Linked DNA regions of Sus scrofa: all the other regions are linked to region 2. The links are chromatin contacts, called in public Hi-C and HiChIP or PLAC-seq maps. All regions are on one chromosome and are shown on one strand. Each heading gives the region's core, a stretch centred on a gene start, on an enhancer-like site or on the middle of the called end of the contact. The rest is flanking DNA. Distances are from core to core; before and after follow the strand shown.

Evidence for each region. A called contact is a pair of places that touch in the nucleus more often than the background predicts. HiChIP or PLAC-seq counts read pairs in DNA pulled down with a chosen protein or histone mark.
Region 1: a contact with region 2 is called in a Hi-C map of subcutaneous adipose tissue, with 2.2 times the contacts expected there. The contact joins the enhancer-like site here to the promoter of EGLN2 in region 2. A contact is called at or near these places in 3 of 5 promoter capture datasets (fetal liver, liver and skeletal muscle), 35 of 47 Hi-C or Micro-C datasets (adipose tissue, alveolar macrophages, blood and 17 more) and 2 of 2 datasets of contacts at active chromatin or transcription factors (alveolar macrophages and skeletal muscle).
Region 3: a contact with region 2 is called in an H3K27ac HiChIP or PLAC-seq map of skeletal muscle. The contact joins the promoter of NUMBL here to the promoter of EGLN2 in region 2. A contact is called at or near these places in 13 of 47 Hi-C or Micro-C datasets (adipose tissue, blood, embryonic fibroblasts and 6 more) and 2 of 2 datasets of contacts at active chromatin or transcription factors (alveolar macrophages and skeletal muscle).

What each region holds. Positions count from the first base shown.
Region 1 is chr6:48,896,324-48,900,889 of Sscrofa11.1, forward strand. NUMBL (numb-like protein) reads right to left here. Exons shown (of 10, transcript XM_021094402.1): 8 at 1,313-1,615. Among named protein-coding and RNA genes, the nearest start is that of NUMBL, 20 kb to the right of the region's middle. Within about 2 kb of position 2,933, at least 11 of the 83 cell types and tissues checked have an H3K27ac peak or open chromatin away from gene starts, as enhancers often do. A contact at or near this core is called in adipose tissue, skeletal muscle and subcutaneous adipose tissue, where this site is marked.
Region 2 is chr6:48,999,871-49,004,048 of Sscrofa11.1, forward strand. It overlaps EGLN2 (egl nine homolog 2), which reads left to right and starts at 2,396. Exons shown (of 6, transcript XM_013988588.2): 1 at 2,396-3,175; 2 at 3,178-3,257. The coding sequence starts at 2,431. It overlaps MIA (melanoma-derived growth regulatory protein), which reads left to right. Exons shown (of 14, transcript XM_021094410.1): 10 at 1-1,190; 11 at 2,195-4,178. RAB4B (ras-related protein Rab-4B) reads left to right here. Exons shown (of 12, transcript XM_003481855.4): 8 at 1-1,190; 9 at 2,195-4,178.
Region 3 is chr6:48,916,220-48,920,455 of Sscrofa11.1, forward strand. NUMBL (numb-like protein) reads right to left here and starts at 1,976. Exons shown (of 10, transcript XM_021094402.1): 1 at 1,701-1,976. The coding sequence starts at 1,724. COQ8B (atypical kinase COQ8B, mitochondrial) reads right to left here. Exons shown (of 15, transcript XM_013988587.2): 14 at 4,051-4,137; 15 at 2,781-3,632. The coding sequence ends at 3,351.

The sequences.
Region 1 (4,566 bases), core at 1,683-4,182, 100 kb before region 2:
AGCAGCTGTAGCTCCAATTAGACCCCTAGCCTGGGAACCTCCATATGCCGCAAGTGCGGCCCTAAAAAGACCAAAAAAAAAAAAAAAAAAAAAACTTAAAAAAAGAATCTATTGAGTTCCCTGGTGATCCAGCATTGTCACTGCTTCTGGGACTCAGCTATAACACCCCCACTCTCTCCTTTCGCTTATTCACTGAAAAGTTTGCTAATTAATCATGTGGCATGCCACTTTCGCTCCTTTTTTCTGGCTCATGACGGACGCCATAAGGAGCTCATGTGTACCATCACTCTCTTCTCCCTGTCCTAGACAGGTTGTTAATCTATCATAATTCTTCCTTGCACTGAACCTGTATCCTTCACCTGGCCAGATCTCATGGCTGTGCTGGCCAAAGGCATGGAGGGAGCCTGTGGTGCCTCAGTCTCCTCCTGAGCAAAAACATGGCATCTAGGCAGCTTCTCACCTCTCCCTGGCCTGTGGAAGTTTTGCTAATCAATCGTGATGTATGCCATCTCTCTCAGTTCCCAACTACAGCCAACAGTACTGTCATGACTTGTACCACCTTTCTACCATTTCTTGCCTGGAGCAGACATTACTAACTGATCACAACTTAGACTTCCTCCCTCCTCTTCCAGGCTGGGGGCAGACACTGCTAATTGATCATGATGTGTTCTACCTCTCCTTTGCCCATGGCAGACAATGCTCATCAAACATGGTATGTACCACCTCTTTTTTTTTTTTTTTTTTCTTTTCACATGGCTACACCTGCAGCATATGGAAGTGCCCATGCTAAGGGCTGAATCAGAGCTGCAGCTGCTGGCCTACACCACAGCAATGCGGGATCCGAGCCACATCTACAACCTATACCACAGCTCACAGCAACACTTACAGCATGCTGGATCCTTAACCCACTGAGCAAGGCTAGGGATTTAACCTGAGTCCTCATGGATACTAGTCAAATTTGTTACCTCTGAACCACGACAGGTGGTTTTTTTGTTTGTTTTGCTTTTTAGGGCCACACCCAACGCATATGAAGGTTCCCAGGCTAGGGGTTGTATTGGAGCTACAGCTGCTGGTCTATGGCACAGCTACAGCAACACAAGATCCAAGCCTCATCTTCAACTTACACCATAGCTCACAGAAACGCTGGATCCTTAACCCACCGAGCAAAGCCAGGGATCGAACCCACAACCTCATGGTTCCTAGTCGGATTCGTTTCCACTGCACCACAACGGGAACTCCTCCCCCACCTCTTCTTTACCTCTCTTAAAAGAGATTCATCCCAATGTTCCCTCCCACTGAGTCCCAGGCTCACCTGTGCCCTTCACCTGGAAGTCAGTACGGCGCTGCAGCGTGGATGGCAGCTCATTCAGCCGGAGGCTCAGCTGTCGTTTGAAAGGCGAGTTCTTCTGGCTGAGTGCCGGGAACCCACGGAAGGAGCCCTGGCGAACCAGCTGCTCCAGGGGAGCGTGGCGCCGGGGGATGGCGGCTGCAGTGGTACCTGCGGCCACTGGGGTGCCTGCCTCACCCTTCTCGCCAGGGGATGTGGTGGCCGGTGTTGGGGACACGTGCCCAGGCTGGGCAGGGCCAGGAGCCACAGTTGGGGCAGCTGCTGCCTCTGCTGGAAACAAGGCGGGGACAGCTGGTTAGGTACCTCACTTTGGCATTGGAGGCCCCAGACCTCTTAACTCTTTTCCTTACCCATTGTGCCCTGCCCTCAAGGCAAGCTGGCCAGAGCCCTGAAGTGTCCCTCATCCCCACCCAAGCCAGGACCGCCTTCCCACAAGGCCTTTGGGGAGTCGTCACCCAACCTGACCCTCTGTGTGTCTCAAGCTTTCTGTCCCCATCCATCTTCTTGTGCTGATTTTGCTGTTGTTCCCTCCGAAACCTTCTGTCTCCCTTTCTTTTTGCTGGCTTTTTAACTTTTCGGCCAAACCCATGGCATACAGAAATTCCCAGGCCGGGGATCAAACCCACCACACTACAGCGGTGACATCGTCAGATCCTTATCTGCAAGGTCACCAGGGAATTCCGGATCCTTTGCTGATTAATTTAAGAAACACTTCTTTGGTGCAGGGCCAGTGTATCAGGCATCGTTCCAACTCTGTCAACACTCACAACCCCATGAGGTCGAGACCACCGCTATGCCCATTTTACAGATGTGGACCCTGAGGCCCAGCAGGTAGGTGCCTTGCCTGAGCCACACTGCCAGGAAGGGGCAGGCCGACGCCAGAGTCTGCACAACGACTGCGCTCTCCTGTCTCCGGCCTGGTCCCTGCACATCGTGCCGCCTTCCACGGTCATTCCACCCGCTCTGCTCACTGTCTCTGACCCCCACTAGTCCTCCCACCTCAGGAACCCCTCCTTTCCTCCAGTTGCTGCCCAGTGTTCTAGACTCAGCTTGGCACGTTTCTCCTCTGAGTTTTCCAGATTGTTTCGGCCCCGGAGCCTGGGCTCCCCCCCCCCGGGGCAGTCCTCTGTCCTCTTCGGGTACTTGGTCTCCCCACTTATCACAAGAAGTGTGCTTCTTCTTCTTTTTGTCTTTTTAGGACCGCACCCACAGCACATGGAGGTTCCCAGGCTAGGGATCGAATCAGAGCTGCAGCTGCCGGCCTACACCACAGCCACAGCAGTGCAGGATCCAAGCCGTGCCTGCGACCTACACCACAGCTCACAGCAACATCGGATCCTTAACCCACTGAGCAAGGCCAGAGATCAAACCCAGGTCCTCATGGATGCCAATAGGGTTCTTTGCCACTGAGCCACAACAAGGACTCCATGAGGTGGGCTTTTCAATGGCAGGGCCTCCCCACCCCTGCCAATACTCAAAACACTGCCATCCTCCAAGGAGCCGCAGTTAAACTTGAGCCCCAAGAGGACAGGGAGGTTGCTCAGCGCTTCTCGCATCTTCCACAAGGGGGCGCGACGAGACTCTGCCCCAGGCCAGGCAGGGCGGAGTAGGGGAGCGGGAGGGGGGTCACCCAGTGGAAACAGCCCTGGACAGGCTGGAACCCGGAAGCCACCTCTGTCCCCACCAGCTGGGGCGTCAGGAAGTCCCCTCCCCTGTCTGGGCTCCTGTTTCCCCAACTAAACCTGGAATAAACAGGCCTCCTCAGAGGACCAGTTGAGTCAGTGAATGTTGGATGCTCAGGAATTCGACAAAAGCTTGAGAAACAACTTGGTGGAAAGCTCCTAACTCCTAAACTGGAGAAAGCTCTTTCTGAAAGTGCGGGGCCTCGAGACCAGGAGTCAGTGCGCGAAGGGCAAAACGCTGATGTGTTCGGTAAATCGCGCTGCACTCTGTAAACTCGTTTTGTTGAGCAAGCTCTAAAGTGCTTTCTAAAATGCAAAGCAGGAGTTCCCATCGTGGTGCAGTGGAAACGGATCCAACTGGGAATCATGAGGTGGCAGGTTCGATCCCTAGCCTCGCTCAGGGATCCAGCGTTGCCCTGAGCTGTGGTGTATGTAGGTCGCAGATGTGGCTCGGATCCCGCATCACTGTGGCTGTGGTGTAGGCCGGTGGCTACAGCTTGGATTGGACCCCTAGCCTGGAAACCTCCATATGCCACAGGTGTGGCCCTGAAAAGACAAAAAATAAAATAAAAATACGAATAAAAAATGCAAAGTACCTGGAAATATAATATCCTCTGGAAACAGCAAAATCTTTTGCAAACTCTAAAGCATTTGATGTACTCTGTAAACTCTACTATCCTATACAAATAGTAAAGACTCATAATGTGACAGGATGTGTACTCTGCAGGTTCTTCTGCAAACAGTAAAACGTATCTTCGGGCCCTACGTTAACTACCCTGTGTAATCTGCTTTGTTGATGATAAAATCCTTTTTTTTCTTCTTCTTTTTTCTTTTTTGACTGCCCCAAGGAATATGGAGTTCCTGGGCTGGGGATCAGAAGCTCCTGCAGTCCTGACCTATGCCACTGTGGCAACGCTGGATCTTTAACCCACTGTGCTGGGCTGGGGATCGAACCTTCGTGCTAGCGCTCCAGAGACACCACCAATCCTGACGCACTGGAAGGGGAACTCCATGATAAAATTCTTTACAATTTGGAGTTCCCGTTGTGATGCAGTGGAAACGAATCCGACTAGGAGCCATGAGGTTGCAGGTTCGACCCCTGGCCTCCCTCAGTGGGTTAACGATACAGCATTGCCGTGAGCTGTGGTGTAGGTCGCAGACTTGGTTCAGATCCCAAGTGGCTGTGGCTGTGGCACAGGCCAGCAGATGTAGCTCCAATTGAACCCTTAGACTGGGAACTTCCATATGCCTCAGGAATGGCCCTATTAAAAAAAAATTATTTACAAATTCTAATAGATGATATAAATAGCAATTTAAAAAAAAACTGGGGAGGGACCACACCCTCAGCTTGCAGAAGTTTCTGGGTCTTGAACGGAACCAGCACCACAGCAGTGACCTGAGCCACTGCAGTGACAATGCTGGATCCTTAACCCGATGCACTGCAAGGAAACTACCCCCTCCCTTTTTTAAAACAGCAAAATATTTTTTCTTTTTTTTTTTTTTTTTTTTTTGTCTTTTGTCTTTTTGTCTTTTGTT
Region 2 (4,178 bases), core at 1,146-3,645:
CTTGGTGATTGTGTCCACCAGGCTGGTGTTGGTTGGGACCCGGAGGTCAGCGAATGAGAACTCAGGCCTGTGGGTGGGCCCTGGGTCTGGGCTGGGTGTGATGGCTCTGCATGTCTGATGCCTGAAAGTCTGAGGCAGTCTATTTGGTGTGACTGTTGGTGTGCCCCTGAGGTCTTTGTGTGTTTTGGTGTGAATTTGGCTCCTTTGATACACCTGTGTGTGGCCATGAGCCCTTTGCGTTCCTGGAGACTGTGTGCGCTTTGGGATAACCCTGCCCCCTGTTGATATTTGAGCTCAGTGTGTTACCTTTTATGTCCAGGTGAACTGCTGACACCCGCACGTGCTCTGCCAGGGACAGGTGCAGCCTGCTGAGGACACTCCCAACTGCTCTCCCATCCCCAGGTTGGCCTTAACCACCCTCACTGGAGGCCTGGTCGTCCAGAACGTTCAAAAGACTCGAGGCTGTCATGCAAATGTCTTCTCTGAGCAGCTTTCCTAGACTGTTTGATTCTGACTCCACTCAGTTGTCCCGATGGGGCAGGGCAGAGGGGTCAGGATACACTTGCATATCCCTTCTAGTCTTCTCTCCCTTTTCTCAAGGACGTCTGCTCTTTTCTTCGCCGTTATAAAAAGTCCTTAGGTAAATTACTGTCGTGCAAATTGACATACATTTCCCAACTAATTGCGTAGACATTTCTCCATATCTCATTCCTATTCTTGGGCCGTGAGAAGGCGGAGCTGTCCATGTAAATAATGTCAATCATTTACATGCCGCTCCCGGACCTCCGCTACTCAGCGCTCGCGGCTCTGAGGGGGTGGGCCTGTTTATGTAAATAGTCTCATTTACATACCCCTCCCACTCGCTTGGCCGACCCCAACGGTTCTAGCCCTGCCTAACAGCGTTCTTCTTCTCGCGCAAAAGGGGCGGAGCGGAGAGTGCAAATAAGCCCTGCGTCGGAGATGGACCCGTTTCCCCTTTCTCGAGGGAGGCGGGTGTTCTAAACTTCCTCGCCCCGCCCTGCGAGGCTCGCGCCTGCGCAAGCCCCGTCTCCTCCGCTCAGACGCGGTCACGTGCTCACCGGGCGAGGCGGGGGCGGAGCGTCGCGGGTGGTGGGGGCGGGGTATGGCGCGCTGTGCGGCGCAGGGCGGCTGGCACAAACGGCGGCGCCGGGGCCGGAGGAAAAAGCTGGGTGAGGAGAACGCGGGGAGGGAAACGAGCGGGGCAGGGAAGGCGTTCGAGCCGGGGTGCGTCGCGAGCCGGACGCGGTGTGGGGGCGCACGCCGGGCACGCCGTGGCGGAGCATGGCGACCCTGGGGTGGGGAGGGTGGGGGTGGGGCGTGGGGGGAGGGAACGCGCGCCGGGTACGTTGAACGCCGGCTGTTCGGGGGAGTAGGGGGGAGCGCGCGGCGGGCGGAGGGCGAGGGGGAGGGGAGAGGTGGGGGCACGGGGTCCAGGCGGTCCCTGGGCCTTGCCTCCGTCGCCTGCTGCGCCCCACGGGGGCCCCAGCGCCCACACCGAAGGGACTTGGGAGGGGGGCGCTTTTTTCCCATCGTCCTGTCGCTGTGTGTGTGTGTGAGAACCCTCCTCCACCCTGCCCTCTGTCGCTGTGGACCCTGCTCCCACGACTCCCTTCCGTCTGGGTGTGTGTCAGCCCCCAGCGGGCTTCCTCCGGTTCGGCTCAGGTCGACCCCTCCTGCCCGTTCTGTCCGGCTGTCTCAGGCTCACCCTCCTAGCTTCTCCGGTGTGTTTTTTTTGTCTCTGCGCCGTCCAGATGCCCCTGTCTGGGATCCCCTCATTCCCTCTGTGTCTTCCAGGTAGACCCCCCCCCCAATTCCTCTCTGTCTGTTTTTAACTCGACTGCTTCCCACTCTCCATCCTTTTCTACTTCGCGTCCCTTCCTCCTTTTCTGTGTGTGGGTCTGTGTCCTTCTGGGGATGCTTTCTCCCACCACTCCCAGCGCTGTCCTCTGTCTTTGGGTCATCTACTGGTCACTCCTCCAGCTGCCCCTCATTACTCCTTGTCTCTTGGTGATTCCCTCCTAGTTCCCAGTCTTTCCCCATGTGGCCTCCGGTTTTGGGGGTCTTCCTAGCTTAGCCTGTCTTCTCCTCTACTGCCCCTGCCATTCCTCACCACTTCCCCCAGCCCGCTTGCCTGTAGCTCTTCTCACATTCCTTTTTCTTTTTCTCTCTCCAGCCATCGTGACAGTTCTCTTCCCAAGCCCCTAGGGACATCAGAGGATTTGGGGACCAGCGAGCACCCCCAGGGCACGAGAAAAGTTTCTGTCACCTGCCCTGCCTCATCCTGCCCCACGCCAGGCCCAGCTGCCCTGGCCCCCGGCTGCATCAAGTGGAGGAGGAGGAGGTGGAGGAGGGTGGCACCATGGGCCTGGGCCGTGCCCTCCATGCCCGGGGGATGAAGACACTGCTGCCATGGACAGCCCGTGCCAGCCGCAGCCCCTGAGTCAGGCTCTCCCTCAGTTGCCTGGTTCCGTGTCAGAACCGTTGGAGCCTAACCGGGCCAGGATGGGGGTGGAGAGTTACCTGCCCTGTCCCCTGCTGTCCTCCTACCACTGTCCAGGAGCGCCTGGTGAGGCCTCGGCGGGAAGTGGGACCCCCAGAGCCACAGCTACTTCCACCACAGCCAGCCCCCTGCGGGAGGGCTTCGGTGGGCAGGATGGCGGCGAGCTGCGGCCGCTGCAGAGTGAGGGTGCTGCGGCACTGGTCACCAAGGGGTGCCAGCGGCTGGCAGCCCAGGGCGCCCGGCCTGAGGCCCCCAAACGGAAATGGGCAGAGGGTGGTGGGGATGCCCCCGCACCCAGCAAACGGCCCTGGGCCAGGCAGGAGAACCAGGAGGCTGAGGCCGAGGGGGAGGGCTGCAGCAGTGGCAGTGGTGAGCCCAGTGCTGGGCTGAGGGAGGAGGTGCTGCCCGCTGCACCGGAGCGCCTGGCCCTGGACTATATTGTGCCCTGCATGCGGTACTATGGCATCTGCGTCAAGGACAGTTTCCTGGGGGCGGCACTAGGTGGCCGTGTGCTGGCCGAGGTGGAGGCCCTGAAGCGGGGCGGGCGCCTGCGTGACGGGCAGCTAGTGAGCCAGCGGGCTATCCCGCCACGCAGCATCCGTGGGGACCAGATTGCCTGGGTGGAAGGCCATGAGCCCGGCTGCCGAAGCATTGGTGCCTTATGGCCCACGTGGATGCTGTAATCCGCCACTGTGCTGGGAGGCTGGGCAGCTACGTCATCAACGGGCGCACCAAGGTGAGGCTTGGTGGGGGGGCGGGGAGGGGGGCGGCCACCCTGCACTTGTTGGAGGTCTGGTGCTCTGAGCACCAGTCGTCTTGGAGACAGGCTTGTGGAGTCACACGGGGGTTTAGGCAGCTCTAGTGTGGGGGCTGTCTGAGTTCACTTTGGACCCTCGCTTCCTGTGGGCCTTAGTTTGTGCGCCTGTAAACCATGGGTTTGACCTGTAGTCATAGCGGTTCTTGACCTTGCCAGGTATCCTCTTGAAGAATCTGAGGAGAGGTGCTGACATTCAGAGCCCCACACCTGTGCTTGGGCCATGGTGGGATTCAAGCCCCCTGCTCTCTGTTCATCGCTCCTAGACCAAGAATGGTCAGTGTAGACAGGCCCAGGTTTCTGCCTCTGTTTGTCTGCATGTGTCTGTCTGTCTCTGTCTTTAGTTTTCCTTGTTCTCTTATTTTTTTATCCGTTCCTGTCTGTCTAATCTGTCCTGTCCACTGTCTATCTCTGGTCGGTCCATTTTGGCTCCTGGGTAGGAGAACCAGTAGGGGAAGTGGGGGAGGGTGGCAGTGGTGAGGCCCATGCCAGGCTGAGGGAGGAGGCACTGCCCCCTGTACCTGGGGCTGGGCTGCATTGTGCACTGTATGCCGGACACTATGCATTTGCATTAGGGGCGACTTCCTTGGGCTCGGGGGCGGCTGTGTCCCCATCTTTCCCATCCCTCCTCGACCTAGTCCCTGTCCTCCATTCTCTCCGTTTTGCTGTCTGTCCATCACTTCATCTATGTCTGGCTCTGGTCTGTCTTCTTGATCCTCTGCCTTTGTGTCTCTTGGCCCTTTTTTCCTGTTTAAGAGTAGTAGTTAATCTTTTTTTGGAACCTGGGCCTTTTTGAGAATCTGCCAAAGCCACAGACCCTGTCTTAAGAAAAATGCTTATTTG
Region 3 (4,236 bases), core at 726-3,225, 84 kb before region 2:
CACAACTATAAATGCACACAATCACTCAGTATCAACACATAGAGCTTGATATAGTCATTTATACTACCCTGGTCCCACACACAGATGTGGCCATGAGCACACAACTACAGACATCCAAGTCACAGTGCCAGCACACCTGTCACATGTGACTTTATCGACAATGGCAGCCATACACCAAAGTTGCAGGCACAGTTGTGTGTCATACCAACACGTGTAACACACATACAAAATCAGAGAGACAGTCACACTCAAAGCCACGAGGACAGTCAACACACACATGGACACAGAGTCCTAGACACAACTCCACTTACAGTCACAACTCCACCCACATCTTTAGTCACATCTTCACACACAGGCCCAGCCCCAGACCCAACAGATAACACTGTCACACAGCCAGTTAGAATTACCATGCATGGGGTCACAAAAGACATCGTCATGGACACAACCACACAGTCACTACCATGCACACACTCCAACACAGACAGACTGAAAAGCAGAGGGTTCTGCAGTGAGCAGCAGTCATACACAACCACACAAATGCTGGGATCACACACAGACACGATCACAGACGCTACCATACCCAACCACAAGCATGAAACACACACACAAATTCCTCATAGTTGCCAGCTGCAGCTCGCTCTCTCTCTCGCTCTCTCTCTCTCACACACACACACAAACACACACACACACACACACACGCAGGCAGCCACAGTCACAAATACACAGGGTCACACTCTCAGCCACCTCCCCATCAATTGCTTGCTTCCCTGCTTCCCCCCAGGTACCATACATACACAAAGCCTCCATCACCGCAGACGCTGCACCCCCAGCACCGGGTCCCTGGGGAGCCGCCCCCTGGCCCAGCCTGAATCCTGGAGCTTAGGGGGCCAGAACCCAGAGGGGAGGTGGCGCATTGTCTGCAGGTGGGGCCCCTCCCAGACAGCTGGGCAGCCCCAGGGACAAAGGGGGCGGCCCAAGAGACCTGTGCCCTGGGACCTTTGACCAAGCCTTTGGGGGTGGGTGGGGGGTTGCCTGAAATCTCCCCTATTTTATTCAGGCTTTGGGCGGGCAGAGGGGGTATGGAGTCCCAGGCACAGAGACCTTGTTTTGAGAAGGGGCTGTTCCCAGGACGCCGCCCAAGGACTCGGGGGGGGGGGGGGGGGAAATGCTGTGCCCAGGGCGCCTCTGAGGCCTGGGATCAGACTGTGCCTGGAATCCCCCCAAGGCCTTGGCTTGGTGGGGCAGCAGTGCCCAGGGACCCCATTCTCAAGACCTTGCCTAGAGGGTTGCTGTGCTCAAGAACCCCCTCAGGCAGGGAGGGGTAAGGATTGCATCCGGTCTGGAATCCCTTCCTGGAGGCCTTGGCTTGATATGGGGGCTGCGTCTCAGACCCCGTCCCCAAAATCTTGCCTAGGGAGTTGTACCTAGAATCTGTCCCCCTGCCCTTGATTTTTTTGAGAGGGAGGTCTGTGTCCGGAATCCCTATCTCCAGGTCCTTGGCAAGAGAGGGCCTGTGCCGGAGACCCCTGTCTCCCAAGATCTGGCTTGGTGGGGAGTCTCTTCCTGGACCCCCACCCGGGACCACCCTCCTCAGCCTTGGCACCCTCTCTCCATCCGGGCGCCGCGGCCTCCTCCCACCCTTCGCCACATCAGCAGCGGCGCCGCCCCCCACCCGAGCCCCCCTCTCCCGCCCTTCTCACGCTGGCCGCCGCGCTGCGGGACATCCAGGGTCCGGGCGCCCCCGCCTCCCGCGGCCCCAGCTGGGCCCGGATCCCCGAAAGCTGCTGCTGCTCCTGTGGCGGCGGCGGCAGCTCGGTCTGACGCGGGCCCGGGCCGGGGGCCGGGAATGGTGCGGGATGCACGCGCGCTAGCCTGCTCCGCTCCCGGGAGGATTCCGTTCCAGGGGCGGGGGAGCGCCCCTCCCGCCTCTGCTCCCCGCCCCAGCCCCGCCCATTGGCCCGCCGCCTGCTGGATATGCTGGGAGGCCCCGCCCCTTGACCAGCAGGCCACGCCTATACACAAATAAGACTCCGCCTTCTCCGGTGTGGCCACCGCCCCGCCACGCCCATTGGCCAGTGCTGGGCTGAGCATGCACGTGAACACAGCTGAGACCTTCCCCCGAGGTCGGTCCAGGCGTGAGAGCCCTTCCCTTCCGTGACCCCCGACCTCAGATCCCCTTAAATTCCGTGTCCGAAAGAGTCGCCTCTGGAGACGCCTTGCAGCCCCACATTCCCAAATCTTCTAGCTAACCCCACAGTTCTCCCAGCCCAGCGGGGGCGGGCAGAAGCGGTGACGAGGCACTTTTTGCTGGGAAGGGGAGGGGGAATGGACTGGACCCGGAGCGCGATCGGTTCAGCTTTGGGGGCGAGGGCGCCAGGCTGGGACCCGGGCGCGGTTGTGGCCGCCCCAGTGCCCCCCCACCATCCGCTCCCCGCCCAGTCCTGTGGGTTTGGCAAAGCAGCTGGCCGGGGCATTAAGGCCCATTAGCAAAAGCAAGGTTGCTGGGAGCCGAGGAGAAGGAGCCAAGAGACTGGGAGGTGGTGTGTGTGTGCTGGGGGGGGCATGTTCTCAGCTGCCGCAGCCTTCGGAGCAGGTGGTCAGCACGTGCGGGAGGGGCGGGGGGGGGGTAGGGAAAGGGGAGAAGGAGGTTCCCCGCAACAGATGGCCCAGGCAGGACTGGGGCTTTCAGACAAGAGGGTGGGAGGGGGCTGGCCATCTGCACCTGGAGGCAGCCTGTGAGCTCCCCCCCTCCCCTCCAGGAGCAGAGAAAAGAGCTGGGGGAAGGGGAGGGCCACTTTTATTAGGACTAAAAGTTTAATCTCACCCCCATGCCCTCCCCACCACACAGAGAGGATGGAAGTGGGGAGAAGGCAGCTGGTGCGGGAGTGAGGGAGGCAAAGGTGAAGGCTGCCCCCACCACCCACCGCCTCTCCTCTTTCACTGGCCACATCTGTGGGAGACCTGAGGCCGAGGTGAGGGACTCCCTCTCAGGATGTGTCTGGTTCTCCGCGATGGCAGTGCACAGGGGCCTAAGGCTTTCTCAAATGTTGGCAGAAACAAATTCATATCTGGATAGAGTGCCCACATGCCCCCTTCGCAGTGGGGAGAGCAGGATATGGTGCCATGAAGCTGGGAGTTCCCTAGTCCCGGGGTTCCCCAGCCCTGGGTGAGCCAGGGAGCTAGGCAAGACTGGGAAGCCCAAGGGCGGGGTCCCCAGAGCTGGAGCAGCGTGGGAAGGAGGCCTCATAGCAGGGGATGGCCTGCCGTGGGGCTGGAGTCCCTGAGAGAGATGGAGCTCTCTGAGGGGTCTGAGCAGACATCCCCTCTGGTCAAGAGGCTTTGGGTGGTGGCTACGCCTGGCGACTGGCCCAGTAGCGGTGGTAGGTGTCCTGGAAGAGGTCCCGGCAGGCAATGTGGGCACGGAGGCGGGAGCAGGCCAGGAAGGCCCCTGCCAGCTTTCGGTGCAGGGCATAGGTCTCTTCGGGGGGTGGGCGAAGCCGGTGCTGCAGCAGCACAGGGATAAGGCCCTGCACGCGGCGGGCAGTGTCCCCCGCCCCAAAGTCGTAAGGGCCCTGGGTGGCGAAGGGTTCCCCAAGGATCATCACCGCTTCCACGTGGGCGTCAGAGAATGCCTGGGGGTCGGGGAGACCAGAGGCACCCAGTGTAGACAGACAGCCCTCCATCCCCCCAAGACCCTCCAGAACAAACACCAGCCCCCAACTCCCCGAAGCAGAATAGGCAGCCTCCACCCCTTCCAGAGCCCCTAGGAGACAAGGAGCCACCTGCTCCTCCCCAAAGAAAGAGTCCTTCCTGCCCTCTCAGGGACCCCAGTAGACAGGTTGCCCCCACTGCCTCTAGAACAGAGAAGCTGCCTCCATTCCCCAAGCCCTGGTATCCGGTATCCACCAGCAGACCTGCTCCCTCCCCTAGAACAGATAAGTGGTGCCCTCTTTCTCAGGGTTCCTGAGTGGCCAAGCAGCCCCAGGGCCCCCAGTAGAGCTAAGCAGCTCCCCATTTTCTCCAAGAGACAGCAGCCCCTACTCTCCCAACCTTGGTCTCAAAGCCAGTGAGGAATCTGAGATCCCTCGACTTCTGCAGGACCCGGTCTCGGTCTCCATTGGCTGCAGCCATCACCACCTGGGGAGACAGGTGTGGGCACAGGGTCAGAGGGGTTCAAGGGGGGGTTTGGAGGTGGGATCTACTTAAGCCCTCTCACCTAGAGGCCTCCCCCTGGCC